3 separate regions of the Mus musculus genome follow, and all the other regions are linked to region 3. Evidence: chromatin contacts called from public promoter capture Hi-C data. All regions are on one chromosome and are shown on one strand. The core of a region is the stretch at or near the end of the contact, and the rest is flanking DNA. Distances in the headings are between cores, read along the strand shown. Region 1 holds the start of Ddost (dolichyl-di-phosphooligosaccharide-protein glycotransferase). Region 2 holds the start of Spata21 (spermatogenesis associated 21). Region 3 holds the start of Emc1 (ER membrane protein complex subunit 1).

Region 1 (4,396 bases), core at 606-3,105, 1.0 Mb before region 3:
TATTCCAGCATGACCTCGGTGGGCCCACAGTCAAGGGAGCTGACAGTTCCTCACCACCTCGATAAACGAGAGCTGCACCCACTTCGTGGTATTCTGTGAAGGGTTAGAGTATGTGCTAGCTCTGTACTGAGCTACTCTGCCCTCCTCCTTATACCAGAGACTTTGGTAGGCCTTACTTACTCTTGGGCCAAGGAGTTTTCACTGAAGCAGCCAGGGTACAGGGTCAGACTACCAAAGGCCACTGCAGTAGCACCAGTCAGGGGAGGTTGCTCAGGTTTCTGAGGGAATAAAGCCCCACCCACCACCATGGAAAAGCAAAGATACAGATCTCAGGTGGGAGTCCTGGGGAGGGCGGGCACCTGTGGAGGGAGCTGAAAGGGCAACAGGTGCAGATGGGCAACTCAAGGGTGTGTGCGAAGGTTGGCAGTACTCAGAGCAGAGAGCAGAGGCGGTTGAAGCTATAGGGAGAGGTGTAGGTGGGTACCTTGAAAGGGTGTCCTAACAATGGCACATCCCTAAAGTCAGTGTCACTGAGTGGTGTGGTTGGGCTTCAGAGAAGTTTAGGAACGATAATTATTATATGGAGACGGTCACATCCAGCTGGCCTGGGACTTGCATGTAGCTGAGGACAACTTTGCACTAATTATCCTGATGTTTGTATCTCGAGTGCTGAGGTTACAGCTGCCAGCTGCCATGCCTAGTTTTCTATGATACTGGGCATCAAACCCAGGCCTTCCTGCAATCTAGATAATGCATGCATCTTACCCACTGAAGTACACATCCCTAGACCTCTACGTTTTATTTCTGTCCTGAATCTTGGGTTGGTGTGTGTGTGTGTGTGTCAGAAGACAACTTGCAGAAGGCCGTTCTCTCCTTCCACCGTCTGGGGCCCAGGGATTGAACTCACGACGTCAGTCTTGGTGGCAAACAAGCACCTTTATCAGCTGAACCATCTTGCTGGCACCCCATGTTGGCTTATAGACAATTCCGCTAGGCACCACGCAGCAGCTTGGGTAGCCGCCAGCCAGGTGCGAGCCAGGCGTGTAAGGACTCCTCTCGGCTAACCTGCCTCTCTCCCTATCTCCTATTCTCTCCTCTCTCCCCCCAGATGTTCTCAGCTGGCCTCTTCTCTACCATTCTCTGTTCCCCTTTTCGGTCTCTACCCCGTCCCAAGTCCCCTTCCCTTCCACCGACGATAAATCGTCTTTACACTAGGTCTGTCGCGTGGCTTGATTGTTCAGGGGATCACCTTGGCCGGCCAGCCAAGTTGCTCCCTCCCGCCGCATTATACCAGCTCTCAATATGTGACCCCAGCAGGCCTGGACTCACTATGTGGACCAGGCTGGCCTCGAAGTCACAAAGATCTGCCTCTGCCTCCCACTCGAGTGCTGAAATTAAAAGCACGAGCCACCAATCCTGGTTGTGAAGAGCCTTTTGATCACTAACCTTCTCCTTGGCCATCCACCCTGTTTCGGGCCTGGCCAGAGCCTATTTCCCCACCTCATTGCTCTCAAGAGATAAGGGCCTGCTTCCGAGCCCGTTAGACTAGCGACAGGCGAGGAATTCACCCCTATCTGGTCCTGGTAATGACAACTGCGTCCTGGGGGAAAAGGGGCGGCTGCCTAGGAAACGGAAAATCTGGAGACGCTAGAGGAGAGTTTGAGAGATGTGGCGGGAGCTAGCCTGGGCGGAGGCAAAGGGCGCCCGGCTTTGTTGATTGGCAGCAGCTACGGAGCTGTCTCTCTTGGATTGGCCCTTTTCCATGGGGGAGGCGGAGCCTCAAGTGCGTTTCGCCAATAAGGTACAGAGACTCGGCCTCCGGAGGGCCACTTCCGGTGGCGTTCCCTGCTTCTTGGTCCGTCCCCGCAGCGGCGTGGGCCGCGGGGCCACGGAGTACCCGGACCGCTTCCAAGTGGTACTCCGCCGCTGCGAGCGGCCATTGGGCGGCCGCGAGGGACGCTTCCGGTGCCCAGGTGCTGGCCTGGGCTGCTGGGAGATGAAGATGGATCCCCGCCTCGCCGTCCGCGCCTGGCCCCTCTGCGGGCTGCTGCTGGCCGTGCTCGGCTGCGTCTGCGCCAGCGGCCCCCGCACCCTCGTGCTGCTGGACAACCTGAACGTGCGGGACACGCACTCGCTGTTCTTCCGCAGCCTGAAGGGTGAGCGCCGAGCAGAGCCGAGGGAATGGCCCGGGTTGGGGCGGAGACGGCAGCCCCCTCCGAGGGCTGCAGCAGGGATTCCTCTCCTGACCGGGTTCCGGGTTTCTTTCCTCCAGACCGGGGCTTTGAGCTCACCTTCAAGACCGCAGATGACCCCAGCTTGTCCCTCATTAAGTACGGGGAGTTCCTCTATGACAACCTTATCATCTTTTCCCCGTCGGTGGAAGGTAAGGGCGCGCGTCGCCCCTCGAAATGGGATTGGGGGGGCTCAGGAGACGGCTGTCTTCTTGTTCCTGGGCATGTTCTGGGTCTTGGGGTGAGTTTCGAAGTATAGTAGAGGAAAATGTTAATTGCAGCTTGGGCCTCGGAGATTTCATCCGTCAAAAAGATACAGCTAAGGATAGAGTGCCAAATGTCACCCGTAGACATTTCGCTTCTGGAGAAGGGGGTTTTCTCTAACAAGGGTCCTGATAAAGAAACTCTTGATTTGACTTGCTTGTGTACAAAGATTTGTCACATTATTAACATGGATTGCTGTAAAAAGTCATTCTGCAGGTCATAAGAATACAAATAGATACATACCCATCAACCCTTAAGGCCTGATGGATGTGTTTTGGCTGACCAACACAAGGCTAGTTGGTATTGGGGGTGGTGGGAAATATGCATGTATGTGAGGTTGTGCACACTTCTGTGGACGTGTAGAATCGGGTCACCTACTCTGTCACACTCCTCACTCCCTTAAGCCAGGGTCTCTCACTGAACCTGAAGCTTGCCATTTTGACTAAGCAGGCTGGACAGTGAGCTCTCAGATCAGTCTCTGCCTCCTGATGCTTGGGTAATAGGCACCGCTTGTCATTCCCAGCCCTTACTGGAGACTTGAACCCAGTGACCGACCTGTGGCTGCCTGCTAAGCCATCTCACCAGCCCTCAGAGACTACTGAATGGAGTGAAGATCTGTAACTTACACTTAACTATTTCTGTCTTACAAGGCAGTTGAGTCCACCACTAGACATTTCTGTTAAGATCTACTGAGCTGAACTTTGTCTCTCTCTTCCATGTGTATATTTGGAGAAGTGTTCTTAACTCCCTTGGGCCTGTGAGTCTGGTGTCCCCAACCGAGAATAGATGACATGAGAGTCTCATATTTTTATCTTGCTGAGATGCTTGCCCTTCCCATAGCTTTAGCCACTTCCTATGTATTTTCACTAACTAGCTATCTCCAGTTCCTTTGGCAATTTTCTTTTCTTTTCTTTTCTTTTCTTTTCATTCATTCATTCATTTTTTTTTTTTTTTCAAGACAGGGTTCCTCTGTATAGCCCTGGCTGTCCTGGAACTCACTTTGTAGACCAGGCTGGCCTCGAACTCAGAAATCCACCTGCCTCTGCCTCCCAAGTGCTGGGATTAAAGGCGTGCGCCACCACCTCCTGGCTCTTTTTGCTTTTTTAAACACTTTAAAAAATATATAACTTAGTTGTTTTTGCTTTACATATATTGGTGTTTTGAATGCATGTATGTCTGTGTGAGGGTGTTGGATCTCCTGGAACAGGAGTTACAGACGTGCTAGGAATTGAAACCAGGTCCTCTGGAAGAGCAGCCAGTCCTCTTAACCACTGAGCCATCTGTCCAGCCTGACAATTTCTTATGTGTGTGTGTGTGTGTGTGTGTTTGTTTGTTTGTTTTGCATGGATATTTGGCCAGCATGTATGTCCCACCATGTTTATGCCTGATGCTTTCAGAGGCCAGAAGAGGGTGGTGGATCCCTTTGGACTGGAATTGCAGACAGTTGTGAGCTGCTGTGTGGGTGCTGGGAATTGAACCCTGGTCCTCTGGAAGAGCAGCCTGCGTGCTTAGTCACTGAGCCGTCTCTCCAGCCCTGGCCGTTTCTTTTGCTTTTTTGGTGAATGTGCTAGGTAGTTTTTCCGTTTCATCTTTGGCCCAGGCTGTCCCTGTCTGGGGTAAGATGTCCCTGCCATTCTCTACTTCAGTTAAACACGGATGGCCTTTTGTTTCCCCTGGCAGCTACTTTGTATTCTGTAGTTCACACAAGAGTGGGTTCTGCCAGCTGTCTAAAGTGCCAGTCCCCCCAGCCCCACCCCCGGCTCCTGCTGTCTCCCTTTAGGTCCCATGGAAAGCCCCTCCCCTGGTGCCCCAGCACCTACTCCTGGTTTAGGATGCTTTCACAGCCTGGCACAGTGCCTTCTGACCTACATGCTACCTGTACCCAGCTCCACCTTGGGACC
Region 2 (4,165 bases), core at 1,113-3,612, 1.7 Mb after region 3:
GCTAAAGATAGAGTAAACCACATGGCTCATAGAAGGAAAAACTAGACATAAATCTTCTCATTTGGGGATTTACATTACAATAAACAGACTCAGATATGCTCTTAGATAGGACTCTAAAAACACAAGCAATGAGAGAGAGAAAGAGCAGGGCACTGGGTGCCCACAGAATCCAGCCCTTGAGTTGTGGAAACAGGGGTATCAAGGGTTCAGAGTCATCCTGGACTACTTAGTGAGTTTAGGGCTAGCCTGGGATGTATCAGACACTGTCAGAGAGAAAGAAAAAGCAATTAAGCAACATTAATTAGGGTCGCTTTTCAAATAATAGACCTCCGAAAATCCAGTCCAAGTAACAGGAGAAACTCAATGCAATCCATACAGAGCACGAGAGACTTGTAGCTAGAATGCATAAAGCAAGAGGGCACACACTGTATAAAGTGGGTGTGGTGGCTCATGCTTTAATCCCAGCACTCAGGAGGCAGAAGCAGGCGGATCTCTGTAAGTTCGAGACCAGTCTCATCTACAAAGAGAGTTCCAGGACAGCCAGAGCTACACAGAGAAACCCTGTCTCAAAACAAAACAAAAACAAAAACAAAAACAAACAAAAAACACTCACTATGGAATAAGAATAAAACCAGTATAAATGAACAGAGAGGCTTTGTAACCATACAACAGTGAGTTTGCATCTTGGCTAATGAAGAGCCCAAGTTAGGACAGAAAAAGAGAGTGGAGACAGGGCTGGGGAGATGGCTCTGCAGTTTAGAACCTGGCTGCTATTGCAGAGGATCCAGGACAGACACACACACACACACACACACACACACACACACACACACACACACACACACCCGTTGAGGCCTGCCCCTTTTAACATAACTAGCCATTTTGTATTCGGTCTTCACTTTGCTCATAAAAGTACGTGAAATTAAGTTCAGGTCCTCAGACTCCGCTTCCCAGAAGTAATCCTCCATAGCTGACACTGAAGCATTCTCCTACACGATAACAACGCTATAGCTGTACCACCTAGGTGCCGTTATCTCAGTGCTCTGGAAGTCTGCTGTCCACCACCCGCCCACCAGCCCTCTTACCTCACTCAGGACCAATCAGCTTGAGAGTCAGTTGATGATACGTTAGCTAGCGAGTACTGCCTCCACCCTTCTGGACTTCTGGACTTGTTTTTTTTCCTATAAAAATCCTGCTCTAAGAACAGACCAATACCACAATTAGGCTCCCAAGTCCTTTTTTTTTTTTTTTTTGTGGTCCTGATCAGTCAGTCTCGGGGTGTGTGTTCAATAAATCATTGTTGCTTAACTGAGATCAGTGTTCGTATGGTTTGTGGGGCGATTCCTGGACCCCAACAATAACCTCAAAATCAATGTTTTCTATTTTCTTAAAGGAGGGGCAGTTGGAAGCTTGCCATCACAAAGATGAAGGCTGAGAACAGTGCTGAGCTCTTTGAGCAAGTTTCTGTTAAAGGCCCAGAACAGCAAGTCCACAGCACCAGAAAGATGGTTGCCAAGGAATGAAGTCCAATAGAAGGCTGGAGGTGACAGCCAAGGGGTGTGAGATTCCTTATGGGCTGACATAAGTGTCATCATGTTTTAACAAGGGGACCCAACCCTGTGACTGTACTAACAGTCGCTGAATGACAGTGAACTTTCTTCTCTTTCCTTTTATCCCTTTCTTTCTTCCTTCCTTTCTTTCTTTTCTTTCTTTTCTTTCTTTCTTTCTTTCTTTCTTTCTTTCTTTCTTTCTTTCTTTCTTTCTTTCTTTCCTTCTTTTAGTTTATTATATGTTATTTAGTGTGTGTGTGTGTATATTTTACAGAACACTGAGCCATCTTGCCAGTCCCATAGGTAGACTTTCATAATCAGACTGTATGGTACATGAGGCACAGTTCAACTAAGCTGCTAACAAAAAAGTGGAATCAGGCCAGGCAGTGGTGGCACACTCCTTTAACCCCAGCACTCAGAGGCAGAAACAGGCAGATCTCTGTGAGTTCGAGGCCAGCCTGATCTACAGAGTGAGTTTTCAGGACAGCCAGGTCTACACAGAGAAACCCTGTCTCGAGAAACCAAAAGAAAGGGGCAGGGGTGGGTCGGGTAGAGATCAGGCGCTCTGGAAGAAGGATGAAGTCTGTCTTTGCCACTCCTGTCCCAGTTCTGTCCCTTGAGTCTGTGTCTTTGGCCAGGGGTTCCCCCTCCTTGTCTAATCTGTCAGCTAGCTACAGATGGGGTCTGCTCTTCCTTGGGGCTTCTGTTCCCTTAAATCTGTGGTTTGTGGAACACAGAGACCTGAGGATTCCGGGGTTGGGATGGAGACGGTGAACAAAGGAAGGGTGCTAAGGGTCTGAGGAGATTTTTCCAGAAGGGACAAAGCCCCCTCTGGAGCAGGACGGCTCCAGAGAGGAGGGATGGTTAGGGGAGCCTTAATGGGAAAAAGGTGGGGGGAAGTTACAGACCACAGGGGAAGAAAGAGAAACTTAGCCACGGCCACAACTGCTGGTGCCTTTTGAGAGCCGAAGCAGGCCAGGAGCTGCTACTTCCCACAGGTGGGATGGGGGTCTGGTGTCAGACACTTCCCACCCCACCGGGTAGGATGGGGGGGGGCTGGGTTTGGCTTACTGTAGGGAGGTAGGTGAGACAGCAGAAGGGGTTTGGAGGGGCAAGAGGAGAAAGCTGGGTCAGCACAAATTGTCAGGGGGCATATCCTCTGTATCCCTTGGGTGAGCAGGGCACTTGTGGTGTCCCCAAGGCCTGGCACCTGAGTGGTACATGGGGTCACCCTTAAACAGTGAATGAGCGGCCCAGGCATTCATGAGAGGGGAGGCAGGACAGCCCTGTGAGCAGCGCCATCTGGAGAGTCGAGCAGATATGGGTGGGAATCCTTTTCCTTGGAAATGAGCCACGTGGTGTTGGGCAAGAAGGTGGGCGACTCTGAGCTGCTGTTTCCTTTTTCTATCCAACAGGAAGAGCTGAGCCATACCTCACAGGGCTGTGAAGAGAAGACAGCTCAAGAACATCCAGCAGAGAGGAGGCCGTTCCATGGGCAGTAGCTGGCCTGCTGTGGCTTAGAAAGGACAAGGCCCCGAGATCCTGCAGGTCATGGGCTCTCCCCGGAGGGCTTCGGGAGTGGGGGGTGTTGACCTTGGAGACCTAGGAAATGTGAAACACAGCTAAGACAGCACGGTCGAAACAGTGCTGAGGTCGCCCTAAAGGAGCTCCGGGCTGCGTAAACGGCTCATTCAGTTAAACAAACAGCTTGCTTTGGAAGCATGGGGACCTGAGTTTGATGATCAGAGCATGCGCTCTGTGTGTCTGCTAAAGCGGGTGTGTGTGTGTGTGTGTGTGTGTGTGTGTGTGTGTGTATGGGAAGGCAGGAGATGGCTCAGTGGTTAGAGTTCTGTCTCTTCTTATAGAGGATCTGGGTACCCAGCACCTACATAGTGGCCACAAACACCTGTAATTCCAGTTCTAAGGGATCTGAAACCCCTTTGCCCTCCCTGGGAGCCTGTCTGCATTCACATGGTGAACAAACACTTACACACACACACACACACACACACACACATTAAAAATGAATAAACCTTAAACAACAAATGAAGGCAGGCAAAAGGCAGCCATATGTCCTACACCCTTGAAATGTCAGTGCTGGCATAGCCGAGACAGGCAGATCCCTGAGGCTAAGGCTAGCCCAGGGATAACCAGGGCTACACAGAGAAACCCTATCTTGAAAAACCATGCATTGAAGCAGCATTTATACCATGGGCTGGCTGATGCTCTCTCTCTGTCTCTGTCTCTGTCTCTGTCTCTGTCTGTGTGTGTGTGTGTGTGTGTGTGTGTGTGTGTGTGTTTCTGTGTCTGTCTGTGTTTGTCTGTGTAGCCCAGGCTGGCCTCAAAATCACAATGTAGCCAAGAATGACTTGGGACTCTAGATACTCCTGCCTCCAACTCCTGAGATCCTAGGCCTGGGCCACCACCTCTGGTCTTACATGGTGCTTGTGTATGCTAGGCAAGCTCACTACCAATTTAGCTGCACCCCAGCCCCCAATAGGCTCTCTTTTAAGTCTATGCTAGTGTTTTAAAAGCTCTAAGATGTCATTCAAGGCACTGCAAGTTCCACCTTGATGAGGCTAGCATCGCATTTTCTCTGCATCCTCTGGAAGGAC
Region 3 (4,299 bases), core at 1,467-3,966:
CTCTATGGTCCTTCCATGACCAATGTGGAACAATCACCCTGTTTTCCTCTGTTCACTTAGTTGATCTAGAAACATCTACCCACCCTGGGAAGGCCCCTGCTAAATCAAAATACAAGGAGCCCCACCTTATCAACAAGGAGAGACATGTCGCCCTCACTGCCCTGGCCAGGCTCCTGAAGGAAGCCTCTCTATGGTAAATAAAGCTCCATTTCCAAAGAATAGGGAATTTGTGCCCGGGGAGACTGCACTTATCTGACCCAGAACCAGCAGGTCAGCTAGAGATAGCTGGCCACAGTCACCACCTGGTGACCTCCAGCCTTCTAACATTGGGCAGCATTACAAACTCACTAATAAGCTTTAATTACCCCTGAGCACAAAACAGCAATAGCATCACCTGGTCCTAGGTCATAGGGATGCTGTGGGGAGGTATGGGAACAATTCTACTAACCAAAGATCGATCGATCTATCTAGACAGACAGACAGACAGACAGACACACACACACACACACACACACACACACACACACACACACACACACACACACAGGAACAAGCAAGCACTTACCTCTTCTATCAGGTTCTGCTTCAGTTCCAAGCCTTTCTTGGCAGTTTTTGTTAAAGAAACTAAAAACCAAGAAAAAGAGATGGTGGCAACTGTGAGTGTGGATGCTCTGGAGACTAATTCTGCTTCCCTCTTTGGAGGCTTGGCTAAACTAAGCCAGTGTGACAGAGGCAGCAATGGACAGTCATTCCTGGCATTCAAGGCTGACAGAGCGTTTGCTTTCCTAGCAATCTTGGACCCTAAGATCCCTAAATACATCCCCTGCCATAAACAAAGTGCCCTTAGTTCCTTGGGCCGACTGTTGCATTTATTGCAGTATTACCATACTCAATATTCCTGCGGATAGAGCGCTGTCTGTGGGATTCCCAACCTGCTGGCCAAGGTGGGGCTATGGAATGACAGGGACCAACTCTTCCTTTTGTAAAAACCACAATCTTGCTACAAAGCTGTTTAGGCTGGCCTTAAACTCAAGATACAGTTCCTTACTTCTGTCTCCTAAGTGGAGGGATTCCAGGCATGTACCACGTCATCCTGTTGGGACCTTATCTTTCCTATTCTGTTATATACCTACACTTCATTTTTGTAATCTGAACCCAAGACTACAGCAACGCTGGGGAGAGGGCAGATGGGGGACACAACCTCTACTGAAAAGTGACCCAGGCTCTATCTGTCCTACTCCCAAGAGTTCCCGGCCTTTGCTTACATCTGTCCAGGGCTCCTTCCAGACCCTAACGACTCTATAAGAACTTACTAAAACATCAGCTATAATGCCCTGGGTGTCCCCAGGAGCCGATATGGCCCATTCATCTACCCTGCCTGCCACTCACAGTCCCTCTTTACAAGGCACACAGTCACACCCAGCCAGTCATTCCCGGACTCTCCACCGCTAGGATTCTGGTGCGACTTAGCATGCTGCAGGTGGTTGCTGGCCTTGCTGCCTTCATATTCTCTGTGCTATCAAGGGACCCTTTCAAAGCAAAGCCACACCAAAGGCTGGGTCTTTTCCTCTAAGCCCACTTTGTTCACTATGGCCACACTGGCTGTCCCACAATATGTTAATCACACCACAGACCCCTTTCATTTTGTGTTCCCTCTATTCCAAACGACCTTCTCTAACCGCTGAGAGTTTTCCTGACAACATTATGCAAAACACTATCACTCCCACCTGCTCCATACTCCACTTGGACTACCTGACACATTATACTGACTTGACAGGGGTATAGGAGACAGACAGACAGACACACACCCCTAACTAAGGTGGTGAGTCTGATGAAGCCGGACCCTTTTTGTTCAACTGTCTTGTCTTCTAACACCCACAAAAGCGCCAGCCCGCTAGCTTGATGTAGTGGCTCAGTATGGAATCCTAGTATTTGGGGCCAAGGCAGACAGTTGGAAGAGTTCAAGGCCCCAGCAATAAATAGACAAACAAAACATGCAGTAGTCGAAACTGTAAAACCCCTATTTTCTTGAGATAATGAGACCGTCCTAAGCAAATCTGAGCTACATCGTCAAGATCCTCTCTCAAACACACACGGTCGCTCGCACATGCCAGGGGATGTAGACCAGTGCTATGTGGGTAGTGTTTGCCTAACAAGAGCGTACTTGGTTTAGTGATGCTGCCTGTAATTCCAGCAATCGGGAGGTAGAAGCAGCAAGGTTAGTTGTGTAAGACTATCCTGGTTGGCAAGTTCGAGGAGAGCCTGGGCTATGCGACTGCTGTCGGCCCGGACCAGTTTCCAGCTCTCTCGCTATCTCGGCCGGCCGAGCCTCTCGGAGAGGCCCCGGCGTCTCACCCGCGTCCCCCTCGCCCCCTTGACGCAGGCCCCCCGAACCTACCTTTCTTGTCTCGCTTGGATTTGGGCATCGCGGCAAAGGCACGTGCGGCGGAAGACTGGGCGGCCGGTTAGGACCCGGCTGCCGCGGGGGCTTATGGGACGGCGCTCGGGGCTGCCCCTCGCGTGTGCCTGAACTGTGGCGAGCCCTCTCTTCCCCGCCTGCGCTCCGCCCAGTGTCCTGAAGGCCACTTCTCTGCCCAGGTCCCGGGTCCCTCCAGTCCCGGCGGCTTCCGAGTCCCGAGCACTCCACCAAGTCCCTCGCGAACCGGTTCCTCTCTATGGCTCTGCGGAGGGAGGGGCTTGAGGCCCGGTGCATGCCGGGCTGGCGGCAGGCGGTGCTTGGGCTTCAATCATGGCGGTCGCGGTGGCGTCTGGGTTCTGGATCTGGGCTGCTGTGCTGCTCGTCCCTGCGGCCGCGGTCTACGAAGACCAAGTGGGCAAGTTTGACTGGTGCGTACAGGTGACGCTTCTCCAGGACGTCGGTGTTTGCTTCCTCAGCATCTGTCTCCCTCCTGCTAATCTGAAGGAGATTTGCTATGGAGCCGAACCCAGACTATAACTTAACGGGGGTGCGGGAGGGTGCTTTCAGGGAGAAGTGAATGAATGAATGAATGCTGCACCCTGTGCAGAATGACAATGTGAGAGTCTCCTCTTCAGATATGAAGAGTCGTAAGATGTCAACCCAAGAGCTTTATGTTAAGCATGGAGGGAGCTCTTTAAGCCGCCCTGTGTGTGACGGTGCAGATTGCTCCGCAGTGAAGGCAGGCTTTAAGGGTTTTGGTCAGAGGTCACTAGTTCCCTCCTTTCCTGTCATGTCCGATTTTGTGGCTGTCAGGTTTGTGATCTTCTGGGTCCCAGGTCACTAGCCCCAGTGAACTTTAAGCCTGAAACTAGCTGGTGTCACTTAGTCCACTTGTCTCACAAGTTCTAAAGTGAGCCTTTTCCTCTGAGGGACTCTCTGGGTGCAGTGTGGCCTCTCCCTCTCCAAACTGACATTCGTTCGCTCACCCCTTCCTTCTGACTGTGCTTATTTCAGATTGAATAAGCATTTGGCTACTTATCAGTTGTATGCTTCTGGGGAAATTGACAGACAACTAACACACACACACACACACACACATACATATGTATTTTTTTTAAAGGTGTTCATTTTGGGTCCTGGTCCCAACAATCATTAGCCTATCTGGACTTTGGTGGCTCACAGCCATCTGTAATGGGATCTGATGCCCTTTTCTGGTGTGTCTGAAGACAGTGACAGTGTACTCACATACATAAAATAAATAAATAAATCTTAAAACAAAACCAAACCCCAAAGCCGGGCGTGGTGGCGCACGCCTTTAATCCCAGCACTCGGGAGGCAGAGGCAGGTGGATTTCTGAGTTCGAGGCCAGCTTGGTCTACAAAGTGAGTGCCAGGACAGCCAGGGCTACACACAGAGAAACCCTGTCTCGAAAAACCAAAAAAAAAAAATCAAACCCCAGAAGCTCCTTTAAAACAAACTAGGCTAAATAACACAGTGGTCTAAATGAGAGATGTCATCTAAATGCCAGGCTCAATCAGTGTGCCTCAGACAGCAGCATTTCCCCATTGCAACAGTGTGCAAGCCGTGCCCCTGGAAGTCTGTTGCCGCTAAAAATTAATTAGGCCGAGGACTCTGGGGTGTTGCCTGAGTAGGTAGGTGTTACATTTAGCTGGCAGACTGGTATTGTCTCCCATGTATATGGTGGCAGTTCTCTCCTGCCTTCTTTTGCTTCTGAGTACGTTGCACAGAACTCTTGCGTATGCTCGGAGCTCTTCATTAGCACGCACTTCTTGCGTGTGCTGAGGGAGATGTGCTGGTGTGAGGCAGCAGTTTGTCTTCGTGCCCTGACGTTCCCCTGCACTGGTCCTCAGGAGACAGCA

What was found. Promoter capture Hi-C pulls out the DNA fragments that hold promoters and counts their contacts.
Region 1: a promoter capture Hi-C map of hippocampal neurons shows a contact between it and region 3, with 8 times the contacts expected there. The contact joins the promoter of Ddost here to the promoter of Emc1 in region 3. A contact is called at or near these places in 3 of 39 promoter capture datasets (frontonasal cranial neural crest, hippocampal neurons and maxillary cranial neural crest) and 1 of 9 other capture datasets (adipose tissue).
Region 2: a promoter capture Hi-C map of hippocampal neurons shows a contact between it and region 3, with 4 times the contacts expected there. The contact joins the promoter of Spata21 here to the promoter of Emc1 in region 3.

The regions. Positions count from the first base shown.
Region 1 is chr4:138,302,883-138,307,278 of GRCm38.p6, forward strand. Ddost (dolichyl-di-phosphooligosaccharide-protein glycotransferase) reads left to right here and starts at 1,856. Exons shown (of 11, transcript NM_007838.3): 1 at 1,856-2,156; 2 at 2,273-2,383. The coding sequence starts at 1,997.
Region 2 is chr4:141,085,983-141,090,147 of GRCm38.p6, forward strand. Spata21 (spermatogenesis associated 21) reads left to right here and starts at 2,363. Exons shown (of 15, transcript NM_177867.3): 1 at 2,363-2,548; 2 at 2,966-3,098.
Region 3 is chr4:139,349,871-139,354,169 of GRCm38.p6, forward strand. It overlaps Emc1 (ER membrane protein complex subunit 1), which reads left to right and starts at 2,717. Exons shown (of 24, transcript NM_146157.4): 1 at 2,717-2,847; 2 at 4,291-4,299. The coding sequence starts at 2,750. Mrto4 (mRNA turnover 4, ribosome maturation factor) reads right to left here and starts at 2,706. Exons shown (of 8, transcript NM_001290810.1): 1 at 2,399-2,706; 2 at 566-624. The coding sequence starts at 2,426.